Linked DNA regions of Hordeum vulgare: region 1 is linked to region 2. A link is a contact called in public Hi-C data. All regions are on one chromosome and are shown on one strand. The core of a region is the stretch at or near the end of the contact, and the rest is flanking DNA. Distances in the headings are between cores, read along the strand shown. Region 1 holds the start of LOC123401878. Region 2 holds the start of LOC123405972 (small nuclear ribonucleoprotein SmD1a).

The links. Hi-C and Micro-C count contacts between places; a contact is called where the count stands out from the background.
Region 1: a contact with region 2 is called in a Hi-C map of seedling, with 2.5 times the contacts expected there. The contact joins the promoter of LOC123401878 here to the promoter of LOC123405972 in region 2. A contact is called at or near these places in 2 of 6 Hi-C or Micro-C datasets (leaf and seedling) and 1 of 1 datasets of contacts at active chromatin or transcription factors (embryo).

The regions. Positions count from the first base shown.
Region 1 is chr6H:310,670,152-310,677,534 of MorexV3_pseudomolecules_assembly, forward strand. It overlaps LOC123401878, which reads right to left and starts at 3,021. Exons shown (of 1, transcript XM_045095733.1): 1 at 1,974-3,021. The coding sequence starts at 2,659. The coding sequence ends at 2,264.
Region 2 is chr6H:310,499,679-310,507,254 of MorexV3_pseudomolecules_assembly, forward strand. It overlaps LOC123405972 (small nuclear ribonucleoprotein SmD1a), which reads right to left and starts at 3,653. Exons shown (of 4, transcript XM_045099480.1): 1 at 3,495-3,653; 2 at 3,301-3,377. The coding sequence starts at 3,508.

The sequences.
Region 1 (7,383 bases), core at 1,771-4,270, 170 kb after region 2:
TTCTTTCATTCTCACGTGAAACACATTTCTTGTAGTACTCGAACTTCTTGCTGTTTTCAACATTAACTTCTCTCACGTTTTTGTTTGCAGCTCTCACTTTTTTCCTAGTTTAGCAAAGAGAAAAAATCGTGCTATACACGTCGAACTACTCCATTATTTTAATTTTAATTTTTGAGCTTTTTTATTTTGAACTTCTATGTATTTATTTTATAAATAGGGAAAATAAAATTGATATGTTTTTCGTGTAAAGAATTTACCGAGTTTAATTTGAACTTCTCAGATTTTTTATTTTAACTTCTTCATTTTACTCTTTAGTAATGCAAAAAAAAAAATCTGAGTTTTTACATACTTCGAACTTCTCTGTTATTTCAATTTGACTTCTCGGCCTTTTTTATTTCAACTTCTCATTTTTTTCTTTAGTAAAGATCTTTTTTTTGAGGTTTTTACATGCTTCGAACTTCTGTATTATTTTAATTTGAAGTTCTTAGTCATATTCTTAGGAGGTAAATATGTTATTAAGGAAGCACCAACCATTTCTTAAAATTGAACTTGTAGTTTTATTTTTCTTAGAAACGAAAATAATTTGAGTTTCCGGTTCACATCGAACTACTCCTTTATTTTTTGAACTTCTTCATTTTTATTCTTTAGTAATAAGGAAAATCTAAGTTTTTTATAAATATCGAACTTCTCTATTTTTGTAATTTGAACTTCTTGGTTTATTTTTCTTAGCATTGAAATATCCTAGTTTTGTAATAAACATTGGACCTCCTCCACTTTCTTTTTAAATTTTAATTTATTTGTAGAAATGAAAAAATACCGATAATTTTGTACTCTTGGTTTTACTTTCTAGATATAAGAAAAAATCTTTTTTAAGAACATGAAACCCTTGTGTTATTTTAATTTGAACTTCTTGGTTTTGTTTTTGAAAAGGGAAAATCCACTTTTTAAAGTTCATTATTTTATTTTGAACTTCCTATTTTTTTAGAAACATAAAGGTTTAAAACATTGTACTTCTGTGTTAGTTTAGTTTGACCTTCTTTTGTTTTTGCTTTCTTGATACATTTTTTAATTTGCCATTTAAAATGAAAAAAAACGAAACCAGATATCTGACCATTCCTTTTATTGGGGAAACATGGAAAATCCGTTTTTAATAAGTAGTGAACTTCTATCTTTTTAATAACATGGAAAACCGGATATCTAATCTGGACTATCTTTTTAAATTTGAACTTCTATTTGTTGACATAGTAGCAGCATCACACACAATAGCCATAGCTGCATCACCAACTGCATCCATACCTCATTGCTGCACTCCAAAGCCAACTACATCACGAAATTCATCCAAAAAAGTACAGGGAACCAATTTGATTGTGTAGGAGGCCGCATGCAATTCACAACTACCGTACACATTTCACACACGTACAAATGCCGCTACTGCTACAGTGCTACGTACAACGCTAATACACTTTTAATAAAGAGTTACTAAAGTGGCTTTCATAAACATTTAGCCGTTTTAATTTAAATTTGAACTTCTATATAAGTGAATAGTGGACCTCTCTATCCATCACCATGAAGTACATGAAGGAACTTGTCGGGAATTAGCACAAACACATACTGTGCACACGCCATGGACATCCAGTGATAAATTATGCATCAAAATGCACATCAAAAAAAAGAAGAAAACGCACCAGGGTCACAAATTTGAAGCTCCAGGAGACATCACGACCAAGTGCACAACATACTAGATCTCCACGGGCTCTGGGCGCAACTTTCTTCTAGATTGCAAGTCGTTCAGCGCTAATTATCCAGCGCCATTGGCCATGGGTATCCAGTGGCAACTACTCTACAGTGGCACAATCAAGAAGTATTTTTGTACAATGCAAATTATCATGCCTGTTAAGGCAGTTGCTTACAGGCCCTCCCTATCGACCATTCTGTTTTCAAACTGCACTGAACTTTGTTAGGACTCAAATATATTTTCCCCTAGATCACGTTGAACTCCATTTCTTATTCTTTCCGAACTTGCAAGAAGATACTACTTTTGCCCACATATATATGGAAATTAATGGTGCCACAGAAAGGGCAGAACCCAAAAGCCTGGACTAAAATTCAGTACTGTTGAACATATCCCTGATCTGAAAATGGCTCATACTATCAACACATAGCGACCTGAACTTCTGATTGTTGGGAAATCATTTGCTGAACTTTTTAGTAATCAGTAGCACAAATCGTATTTTAGACGAAGCAGCACATGAGTTCAGTTAGTTTATCTGAACTTTTCCAAATACAACGAGCCAAGAGCAGACGAACGGACGAGCGGCCGCTCGCTGCTATCACAACGGGGAGGGAAGTAGCCACACTGTCGTGAGTGGTAGCCGACGACGCATAATGGAAGCTTGGCACTGGAAAGGTAGGTCGAGGCGGTGTGCTGGAAGCTCCATGCGGTGGCAGTGTATTTGGTGACAGAGGGCGGAGGTGCGTGGCGAGCCAGGTACGACTCGGCCGCTCCATGGATGAACCTTCCTTCGAGAAGGTCAAGGTGGCCCCCGTGAGAAGGTCGATGTGGCCGGCCAGGACAGCGTGGGGTGGGGATCCTGGCCAGCGGGGTGACGAAGAAGGGCATGCGTGGATAAGACCCACTTGGACAGGAGAGCTCCACCATTACGCAGGCTCGGGAGGGTCCTCTCCAGGGCAGCGGCAAGAGGAGGAACGCGGGAGTTTGTCGGGGCTAGCTTCGCCGGTGGGATCCGGTGGGATCCGGTAGGATGTGGAGGTGCCTGGTGTTTCTGGTGGGCGGCCGCGGAAGAGGTTGTCGGTGGCGGCGGCCGCGGATTTCCGGTGGGCAACGACGACAGATGGAGGTGTGTCGGAGCCGGGGTGACGGAGGCGCGTCGTGGTACGGATGGTCGGCGGCGGAGGTGCTTAGGTGCCGGCGTAGGTGGCGGCGGGAAGGGGCCGAGGGGGCGGCGGCGGGAGGCCCGCCGAAGCCAGGGAGACAGCGACGGGAGGTTGCTCGGGGAGGATCAGGATGCGGGATAAGGTGAGCGCCGAGAGTGGATTAGAGCAAATCTAGCCCATCCCGCATACTCGAGCCGCAAAATAACCCTCAAAATGTGGGTACGGACCGAAAAACCTGTTCAACCAGACCCCGTATTTCGTCCCGGTCCGCAAAAATTTTTATGGGACGCGGCAAATTCCCGACACCAATCCAGAAAAACGCTGGTTTCCCCCTTGCGGCTGCGGTGCCCTGCATCACAGAAAATCAATTGGCGGGAGGGACATTTCAGCCCGCGCTCTTTTTCCCCTCCTTCCGTCGTCGTCCGCCCTTGCTTCCGCCCGCCCGCCGCCGGCGATTCCGGCCATATCTGTAGGCGAGCCGCTGCACCGCCCCTCCGGATCCGGCGAGAAGAGCCCCCCTGCCGCCGCTGCCACCGGGGATCGACCATCGTCGAGCGCACCCCCTTGTCGCCGTCCGAGATCACCCGCCACCGGTTAGTTCATTTTTTGTGATTTTTGCGAGCTGTGCGAGAAGATGGAGTTGGCCCCGTGCGAGAAGTTCTTACTATCCGATTCGTCCGATTCGGACGACTCGGATGTTGAGACCATGCTTGCGAACTTTCGGCAACAAGCATTACTCATGGCGCTTGTCGTGAAGAAGCATGAAGACGAGCACCGGAAGAGGAGGCGAGGATCGACTGTCGGGCGTTTGTGCATTCCTCGGAATCGCCATCTTGGGAACGAGATGTTGATGCAAGACTATTTCACGGAGAATCCTACATATCCTCCGCACCTCTTCCGGAGAAGGTACCGAATACGCCGATCCCTCTTTGTGAAACTTGTTCAAGCTTGCGAGGCAAATTGCCGGTATTTTACTCAAAGAAGGAATGCCGCGGGCTTAAAGGGATTTAGTGCATATCAAAAAATCTCCGCAGCTATGCGGGTGATTGCATATGGCGTTCCGGCTGACTATGCCGATGAGTATCTTCGCATTGGTGACGATAGCACAATTGATTCTATGCGTAGATTTGCGAAAGTGATCATCCGTGTCTTCGGTCCTGAGTATCTTCGGGCACCCAATGAAGATGACACAAATAAATTGATGGCATCTAATGAGAGGAAAGGTTGGCCTGGCATGCTAGGTAGCATTGATTGTATGCATTGAAGTTGGAAAAGTTGCCCCAAGGCTTGGCAAGGAATGTATTGTGGCAAGTCTCGTTGAGCACCATTGGCAAAGGAGATTGAAAATGCAGACACCCACTTTCAACTTCAGGAAGATCTCATTAAGCACCATTGGCAAATGGCTGGACAATGACTTATTTTTGTATTCATTTGTATTTGTATTCATGACAAGTTTTGTATTGCACTATTTAAGTTTTCTACGGTTATTTGAATAATTATTTGTAATGCAGATGATTATTGTATTATGTTTGATTCGAATAATTCAGTTTGTTTTCGATTGTTGAATTATGTTGTATTTGATAGTTGCGGGCTGATAATATGCGGGATGCAGCGGCGCAAAGAGCAGACCCCGCAAAGCCGAGCCGAAAAAAAATATACTCCACGAATATACTTTTTTACGGATCCGTTTGGGAGTCTGCATCTGTGCCAGCCTGAGCCAGCCCGCAAAAGCTGTTTTGCGCGAACTACAAACCCGTTTTGCGGGCCGGCGGGATGTGGGGTCTGCTAGAGTTGCTCTTAGGTGGACGTGGAGCGAGGTAAAGTTTTTTTCTTTTTCGAGAACTTCGGGTGATCGAGAAACACCTCATCGCGTCTATATACGGGCCCATTGGGATCAGAATAACTATTCTGATATATGATCAAAACAGTGTTACCTTATATATTCTGATATAGACCTTTCCCAACACATGATGTTTGTCAACTAGATAATTAATAGGTAGAAATAGTGATAAACATTATTTGACTCTTGGATAAAAGTGAATACATGAAAGTAAAAGATAGTCCCTTCGCAGAGGGAAGCAGAGGTTGTCACACGCCTTTTTATTTTCCCTTACAATAAAAGATCATATATGTTTAGGAGTAATTTTTATTGGTTTATGCATTGATCACAAATTACTTGAAGGATCTTATTCAATACATAGGTATGTATGGTGGATTCTCATGGCAAGAAACTAGGTTTCGGGGTTATGGATGCACAAGTAGTATCTCTACTTAGTGCGAATTTTGGGGCTAGCAAAGGATCTAAAGCAAGCAACACATGTTAGAGGATCCATGACAATATAACTTCTATGTGAATGGAAACAAACATAACCATTATGATGTCTTCCTTGTCCAACATTGATATGTCTCCATTGTATCTACTTTTTCAAACACTTTTGTTGTGGTTTTGACCTCTGATTTGCATGATTTGAATGGAACAAACCCGGACTGATGTTGTTTTTTAGCAGAACTACCTTGGTGTTATTTTTTGTGTAGCAATAGAAGTTCTCGGAATCGGGCAATACTCTTTGTGAATTTTTTCCGACATTTATAAGGATTTATGGATGGCTTATGGGGCTCACGTGGCTCATCTGATCCTAATTCCAGTCCTATAAAATAACACCTTCGGAGAAAAAAATCAAAGAGAATTTTACATCACGTTCCACGAGATGGAGCCGCCGCCACCTCCCGTTCTTCCTCCGGAGGGCTGATCTAGAGTCTGTTTGGGGCTCCAGAGAGGGGGATTCATCACCGTCATCATCACCAACCCTTCTTCGTCAACACCGCCATGATGCTCATCACCGGGAGCGAGTAATTCCTTTGTAGGCTTGCTGGACGGTGGTGGGATTAGATGAGATTGATCATGTAATCGAGTTAAGTTTGATAGGGCTTGATCCCTAGTATCCAATATGTTCTAAGATTGATGTTACTATGACTTTAATATGCTTAATGCTTGTCACTAGGCCCCGAGTTGCATAATTTCAGATCTGAACCTATTATGTTTTCATGAATATTAGAGTGATTTGGATCCTATCTTGCAAGTTGTAGTTACCTATTACGTGTCTTGATCCCCATACCCGAAGAAGACAATAATTGGGATTCTTTCCAATGATTGCCGTAGTTTGAGGAGTTCATGTATTCACCGTGTGTTAATGCTTTGTTCCGGATCTCTATTAAAACGAGGCCTTAATATCCCTTAGTTTGCAATAGGACCCCGCTGCCACGGGAGGGTAGGACAAACGATGTCATGCAAGTTCTCATCGCAAGCACGTATGACTATATACGGAATACATGCCTACATTATATTGATGAATTGGAACTAGTTCTGTGTCGCCCTAGTGTGTAACTGTTATATGATCAATGCCATCTAAATCACTATCCATCACCAGTCCACGTGCCTACGTTTTACATATACTGAATATTGCTAAGTTACTACTGTTGCTGCTACTATCACGCTTGCTACTCGATTGCTACTGTTACTACTGTTACCAAAATTGCTTGTATCATTGTTACTGTTGCAACTATCATTTGTTGTGCTACTAAATCCTTGTTGCACAAAGATATCCCATTTGCGGTTGAATTGACAACTCAAGTGTTACAACCAATAAATATTCTTTGACTCCCCTTGTGTCGAATCAATAAATTAGGGTGAAATACTACCCGTGAAGACTGTCGCAATCCCCTATACTTGTGGGTTATCAAGACCTTTTTCTGGTGTCGTTGTTGGGGAGCATAACTTGATTTATTGTGTTGACTTGAGGATATTCAACTGCCATTATGAAGAATCTGAAAGATAATCAAACTAAGATCATCCCCTCTCGCACGAGAGGAGGTAAGGAACTGCCATCTAGCTCTGCTTTTGATTCACCTATTGTTTTGAACTAGCTTGTTACACCACCCCCTGTTGATCATCCTCATAGTTCACATGAACTTGATGATGCTACTTCTAAAGTTAATCATGATACTATTGCTACACATGTTGAAACTGAAACTGTGCCACTATGTGAATTACTTGATGCTCATATTGCTAGATCTAGCAAACTTGAAAATGCTCAAACTGATGAAGATTTTGAATCACCTATTACACCTCATCCTCCTAATAGATATGAATTACCTTATGTACCTGAAGGTTATGTTATGGATGTTGAGGTAGCTAATGACTTGCTTGCTTGCAATGATAGAGATGATTTGAAAAAGTTACTATGCAAACTGAAAGAAAAAAACTATGATGGAGAAAATGAAACATGATTCTAAATTTGCTACTTCTCCTTTATTTATCACTGATAAAGACTATGAATTTGCTGTAGACCCTGAAATAATTCCTATAGTAGAATCTGATCCTTTTCATGGTTATGAAAATGAAACTGTGGTCGAACACCTTATGAAACTGAATGATATTGCTGCTTTGTTCACCAATGATGAAAATATACGCTACTATTATATCCTTAA
Region 2 (7,576 bases), core at 2,403-4,902:
ACCGCTTCCGGCCTGGTTGGCCGGGTCGCCACCGCAGCCGGCGCCCGCCCTGCAGTACGGTGGGCCCTCCAGCTCCGCGGGTCCCTACGCCGGCCTCGACGGGCAGCCGTTTCACGGGGGACCCCGTGCGTCCACCGACCCGACGCCGCCCTCCATGCTGCTCCACACCGTCGACCCGTACGACCACGGCGGTCCTACTCAGACACCGTCGCGCTTCGTCACCTTCGACGGCAATGAGGACCCCCTCAACTGGCTTAATCAATGTGAGCAGTTCTTTCGGGGGCAACGCACGCTCGCATCGGACCGCACCTGGCTCGCCTCATATCACCTCCGAGGCGCCGAGCAAACGTGGTACTACGCCCTCAAGCAGGACGAGGATGCCCCCATGGAAGCGCTTTCCCGAGCTCTGTCTCCTTCGCTTTGGGCCGCCGATACGCAGGATCCGGCTGGTGGAGCTAGGCCGACTCCCCTTCACCTCCACGGTGCAGGACTTCGCCGACCGCTTCCAAGCCCTGGCGTGCCACGCGCCCGGCGTGACGGGCCGTCAGCGGGCCGAGCTCTTCGTCGGCGATCTGCCGGATCATATCCGCGTGGACGTGGAGCTTCGGGGACCGCAGGACATCCAGACCGCCATGTACTATGCCCGCGCATTCGAGCAGCGGGCGGTGGCTATGCAGCAGGCGTTCCCGACCCAGGCACCTCGCCCACCCCCTCAGCCCGCTATGTCTGCACCCAGCCAGCCTGACCAGCCGACGACAGGGACTCCCGCCACGGTAGCAACTCGACCGTTCCGTCGGCTAACCCCGGCCGAACAACACGAGCGTCGTCGACAGGGGTTATGTTTCAACTGCGATGAGCCCTACATGCCAGGCCACGCCTGCCCGCGCCTCTTCTACCTGGAGGCAGACGACTATGTCGCGGAGGATACAACTCCCTCCGAGCTTGCCGAGGCGGCGGCCCCGGCGTCAACCACCGCTCTCGTGGTCTCCCTCCATGCCCTTGCCGGCATACGAGCGGAAACAACGATGCTGTTGCCAGTGATGGTTAATGGGGAGCGCCTCTTAGCTCTCCTGGACACGGGCTCTACGCACAACTTCCAGCCCGCGTCTACTATGTGTCGCCTGGCCCTCCAGCCGACGGGCGGCGAGCAGCTTCGAGTTACCGTGGCTAACGGTGACCGTCTTCGCTGCCACAGAATTGCGCAACGGGTTCCCATCCTCATCGACGACGAGTCCTTCGCCATCACGTGCGTCGGCATCCACTTGGGCGACTACGACTTCATCCTGGGCGTCGACTTCTTGCGGACGCTCGGACCCATCCTTTGGGACTTCGACGCACTAACCATGACTTTCTGGCGTCAAGGGCGCATGGTGCAGTGGAAGGGCGAGGGTGGCACTTCTCCAGTAGTTCCCTCTCAGTTGTCGACCGCCATAGCAGCCTCCGAGTCGCCCCTATTGGCTCATCTCCTGCAGCGACACGGCGACCTTTTACCGCCCGAGGGCTCGTGGCGTTTCTACCTCGATTACCGTGCTCTCACTGCCACGACGACGAGGGTCAATTTTCCTATACCGGTCGTGGAGGAGCTCCGGGAAGAGCAGCCAGGCCCACGCTTATTCCCTACGCTCGACTTGCGTTCTCGCTACCATCACGACCACTTCGAGTTTTTGGTGATGCCTTTCGGTCTCTCCAATGCGCCGGCGACATTCCAGGCCTTGATGCACGACGTACTTCGGACCAGCTCAACCCTCCGGAGGCACCTTGGGAGCAGCTCAAGGAGTTCCGCCAACATTTTCTAGACGTCCAGCTCGAGGACGAGCTGTTTGCGCAGGCGGGGAGAAATGTTATGACCAGAGGCCCAGTTAGCCAAACTGGCCGGTTATCTTAATAATATTAGGGGCTTAGCCCAGTTTATTATAGCCTAGGGAACTTATATATAGTCATGTAATCAGCACTTTTGAGATTAAGCAAAGATCAATCTATTTTGATCGGCTCCAACTAGGAGCCGATGCCCTAACCCTAACCGCCGCTCCCATCGCAGCCTCCTCCTCCTCCGTGCAAGACGGCGCCCACGCGCCGGCGACCACGCCAACTTCCCTCCTTCCCCTACAACCTCCGGCCAAGACCCGATAGAACCCTAGTTTCTACCAGAAACATTATTTTCTTAGCATTTTTACTGCAACAGAACTACATTTCCAGAACACATTTCAATTAATTAGCTTAATATCTTAACAAACACAATTAAATCTATAAAATGATTTAACATGCTCTCAGTCACCAGATTTATCATGTCCATTAGACAGGCGTATACAAGGACTATGGAACCTATATATGCTGCAGTCTCAACTTCAAGAGTATGTAACTTTAAATGAACGTGGACAACAAGACTAAACAATCAACCATGAAAACATTTACAGAACCAAGAATGTGGCAACATGAAGGAAAGTACAGCTAGCACAGGCTGAGTTTATTTAACATAAGTAATTCTATAAAGTGAATGTCAAATACACAAGATTAAAGCTTACTCAGGCATGGAAAACTGTCCACCTACAGTTTTCCTGCAAAACCTAATATATTCCACCAGGGATTCAAAACATGAAAAAAGTAATTCAGTAAGAAAATATTCCCTCCGGAGTGAGGTTCATCATATTCCTCCGAATGTCAAAACATGGAAAAAGTTAGAACAACATATATTTGTGAACGGAGGGAGTACATTTTAGGTTTCATTTGATACTCTCCTTAACATTTCGATTTCTACATTCAGTAACCTAATCATCTGGTCATCAACCTCTTCTCGTTTCTCAACGGTTATCCAATCTATGTTGGGTTTACCACGGCATAAGCAACATTACCTACTGAAATCGGGATACTGCGAGAAATTAATCAAACAATTCCCATCAGAATTTCCTACTTCTATTACTAGTAACATGAGTAAGTAAACTACGAATAGATGCGAAATTAAGAGAAACACGTAAAATGCTTAACAAAAAAAACACATACAGCTACAGGATTCGATTAAAAGGAAGGCTCAATCGCACACTAGTTTGACATGGCAGACCAACAAACAGCCCTGCTATCTCCATGGATTCGAATGATGACACAGAGGCGTTGCACAGAAAATCAAGTGACTTGTACAGAATCCATAACAAACAGGCGACACCTCGCTGGCGCCGTCACCAAATGCATCGAACCAAAAAGTGAAGAACCCACCACCTCAGTCAAGAACGCCCCCTCCCCCCCACCCCGGCCAACACGGCAACGCACACACAAAATCTTGTTCTCCAAGATCGCAGCGCATCATACCGATGATGGTGCCGTGGACGGTGGTGCCATTCTTCAGCTCGATGGTCACCGTTTCGTTGTTCAGCTTCATCAAGAATCTGCAGGTACCCAAATTCGCACCAATTTGGGCAAAAATTGCACCGGACGAATCAGTAAATTCCAGGGAAATAGAAACCGAATCCGAGAAAAAAGCTCGAACAAGGAGCACTGGTTACCTGACGAGCTTCATCGTGGAGGCGCTTGGTGGCGGAGGTAAAGCTAGGGTTTTTGCAGGGAGCTGCCACGAGCTGCTTCTTTTCTCAGCGGGGAAGGAGACATAAACCCCCGATCTGGGCGAGACTTCGACCTGGGCTTAACTGGGCCGGAGCTATCGGATTCGGTACCTTCTGGGACAACTCCAGGACCTACATTACGGGGCCCTCAAAGGTCACTTGCTGCCAGCGCGTCAAGCGACGCTCAGCCGGTGTCAGGTGTCGCATGCTGGGCGTTTTTTTTAAAATTTATTTTACTTATTTTCAGATGTTAGATATTGTTCTCTTTTTGCTTTTTGGTTTACCAATATTTTCTAGGTTTTTGAGAGAAAAATGAGTTGATTTTTTACTCTCTTTTTTCATAAGAGGCATAAATTTATTTTCGTAAAAGGCATATAGGTGTGCCTCTGATAAAGAAGAATACACATATTCGTCATTTTACTCCCATGATGGCATAGATTTATTAATGTGGATGCACAAAATTTAGGTGTGTTTCTTGGAAAAGGAATATATATATTTTTTGCTTTAGCGAGAGGCATAATAGTGCCTTGGAAAAATGAATAAGATGTTTTTTATCAAGAGGCACGTGTTTGCTTTCATGATAAAAAATTGTCTTTTAAAAAAGGAAAAAAAACAATTTTTTTTCTGGCACATTTGCCTCTCGTGGAGGCACATATTTACTTTCACGAGAGACAGAAAAAAAGGTGAGGGTCGTGCTTCCGGCTCGATTTTATTGCTTCTGATTTTTCTGGGTTTTTTCGTTAGAAACAGTTCATAGAAATCTATTAACATGGGACTTAGTTTTGAAGATTTTGAGGCGAGAAATCCAAGGATGAAACGGTTCCAAATTTGAGCGCATGATTTAAGAGATAAGGCGTTTTGAATAAATGAATCTAAGAAAAATGAGAAAACTCACTAGTTGCGACAAGGGTGCTATTTGTCATAACCTAAAAAGGTGGAAGTGATCTTTGCAAAGGTACCGCTTAACTAGTGATTTTGCTATATTACTATACTAGTTAGCATGCACGTGCAACGCACGACTAACCGAATAGTTTATAAATTACTTTTAATATTAAAATTTTAGTATATATATATAGCTGCAAAAATATTGAAACACACACAACATACTAAATCGAGCTGCAAATTTTTTTTTGTGTCGCGAAACTTATCCGTTGATTTCTTAAGCAGTGCAAGAACCTCCTCCCAGTTGTTCACACATGAATGAATCTTCCTTTCAATTCTTACTTGTATACTAAATCGATCACGAGGGAGACAGTGGAATACAAAAGACAAGAAAAGGAGAAGATCGACCGACGCCCAACCAAAAACAGGAATCTCACAAAGAACGACGGACGGGCCGTAATGATTGAAGAGGCATCAATCACGAGCGGCGCAATTTGCTCTGCCTTACCGCTCACGCTCGCAGCTAGCCAAATGCTCTTCCCACTAATAGCGTCTCTTAACAAAAGCTCTTCTAATCTAAACAAAAAATACCCCGCGAAGAAAAAAAACCTAAACAAAAAATGATGTTTTCAAAAAAGAGCAGCATGTCATCTCATTCTCATCTGCAAGAGATATAAAACTGACGCACAAGCTAAAAAATAATCAAATTACACGCATTTTTTACAGTCAAGGTCTGCGCCGCAGTTCCGGTGGCGGCGTGGAGTTCATCATGGCCGCACCACCGCCGGTGAAGCAGCCCCCTTTTTGCTCGACTAGGGATCGTCCCTTCCCCTCCGCATGGACCCGTCCCACCCCTTTCGCACCGACCCGTCGCCTCCCCGTCGGGCCCACGACATCGTCCTCGCCAGGAACGCCTGCCACCGCCGCCCGCCGCCGGCGTTGCCGAAGCTGCCTCCCCTGCGCGCGGGCCGGCCTGCGCGCACGCTCCCTTCGGGGCTCGCTCCGGCGAGGTCGATCAGGCTGGTGGCGTGGCGCAGGCGACGCGACCTGAGCACCTGCTCCCTCACGTGGTGCGGCAGCCGCAGCGTGAACCTCTCGTGGTCGCTCCGCTCGGCGGCCGCCGCCGCCGCCGCGAAGAGCGAGTGCCCCGTCGAGTGCGACCTCGGTAGCCTCTGTTGGGGAACGTCGCATGGGAAACAAAAATTTTCCTACGCGCACGAAGACCTATCATGGTGATGTCCATCTACGAGAGGGGATGAGCGATCTACGTACCCTTGTAGATCGTACAACAGAAGCGTTAGAGAACGCGGTTGATGTAGTGGAACGTCCTCACGTCCCTCGATCCGCCCCGCGAACAATCCCGCGATCAGTCCCACGATCTAGTACCGAACGGACGGCACCTCCGCGTTCAGCACACGTACAGCTCGACGATGATCTCGGCCTTCTTGATCCAGCAAGAGAGACGGAGAGGTAGAAGAGTTCTCCGGCAGCGTGACGGCGCTCCGGAGGTTGGTGATGATCTCGTCTCAGCAGGGCTCCGCCCGAGCTCCACAGAAACGCGATCTAGAGGAAAAACTATGGAGGTATGTGGTCGGGCAGCCGTGAGAAAGTCGTCTCAAATCTGCCCTAAAAGCCCCATATATATAGGAGGAGGGAGGGGGACCTTGCCTTGGGGTCCAAGGGACTCCCAAGGGGTCGGCCGAGCCAAGGGGGGGAGGACTCCCCCCCCCAAACCGAGTTGGACTTGGTTTGGTGGGAGGAGTCCCCCTCCCTTCCCACTTCTTCCCTCTTTTTTTCTTTTTCCTTTTCCTTTGATTTCTTTCTCTTGGCGCATAGGCCCCCTTGGGGCTGTCCCACCAGCCCACTAAGGGCTGGTGTGTCTCCCCAAAGCCTATGGGCTTCCCCGGGGTGGGTTGCCCCCCCCGGTGAACTCCCGGAACCCATTCGTCATTCCCGGTACATTCCCGGTAACTCCGAAAACCTTCCGGTAATCAAATGAGGTCATCCTATATATCAATCATCGTTTCCGGACTATTCCGGAAACCCTCATGACGTCCGTGATCTCATCCGGGACTCCGAACAACATTCGGTAACCAACCATATAACTCAAATACGCATAAAACAACGTCGAACCTTAAGTGTGCAGACCCTGCGGGTTCGAGAACTATGTAGACATGACCCGAGAGACTCCTCGGTCAATATCCAATAGCGGGACCTGGATGCCCATATTGGATCCTACATATTCTACGAAGATCTTATCGTTTGAACCTCAGTGCCAAGGATTCGTATAATCCCGTATGTCATTCCCTTTGTCCTTCGGTATGTTACTTGCCCGGGATTCGATCGTCAGTATCCGCATACCTATTTCAATCTCGTTTACCGGCAAGTCTCTTTACTCGTTCCGTAATACAAGATCCCGCAACTTACACTAAGTTACATTGCTTGCAAGGCTTGTGTGTGATGTTGTATTACCGAGTGGGCCCCGAGATACCTCTCCGTCACACGGAGTGACAAATCCCAGTCTTGATCCATACTAACTCAACTAACACCTTCGGAGATACCTGTAGAGCATCTTTATAGTCACCCAGTTACGTTGCGACGTTTGATACACACAAAGCATTCCTCCGGTGTCAGTGAGTTATATGATCTCATGGTCATAGGAATAAATACTTGACACGCAGAAAACAGTAGCAACAAAATGACACGATCAACATGCTACGTCTATTAGTTTGGGTCTAGTCCATCACGTGATTCTCCTAATGACGTGATCCAGTTATCAAGCAACAACACCTTGTTCATAATCAGAAGACACTGACTATCATCGATCAACTGGCTAGCCAACTAGAGGCATGCTAGGGACGGTGTTTTGTCTATGTATCCACACATGTAAATGAGTCTTCATTCAATACAATTATAGCATGGATAATAAACTATTATCTTGATACAGGAATTATAATAATAACTATGCATTTATTATTGCCTCTAGGGCATAATTCCAACAGTCTCCCACTTGCACTAGAGTCAATAATCTAGCCCTCACATCACCATGTGAATTACATTGTAATAAATCTAACACCCATACAGTTCTGGTGTCGATCATGTTTTGGCCGTGGAAGAGGTTTAGTCAGCGGGTCTGCTACATT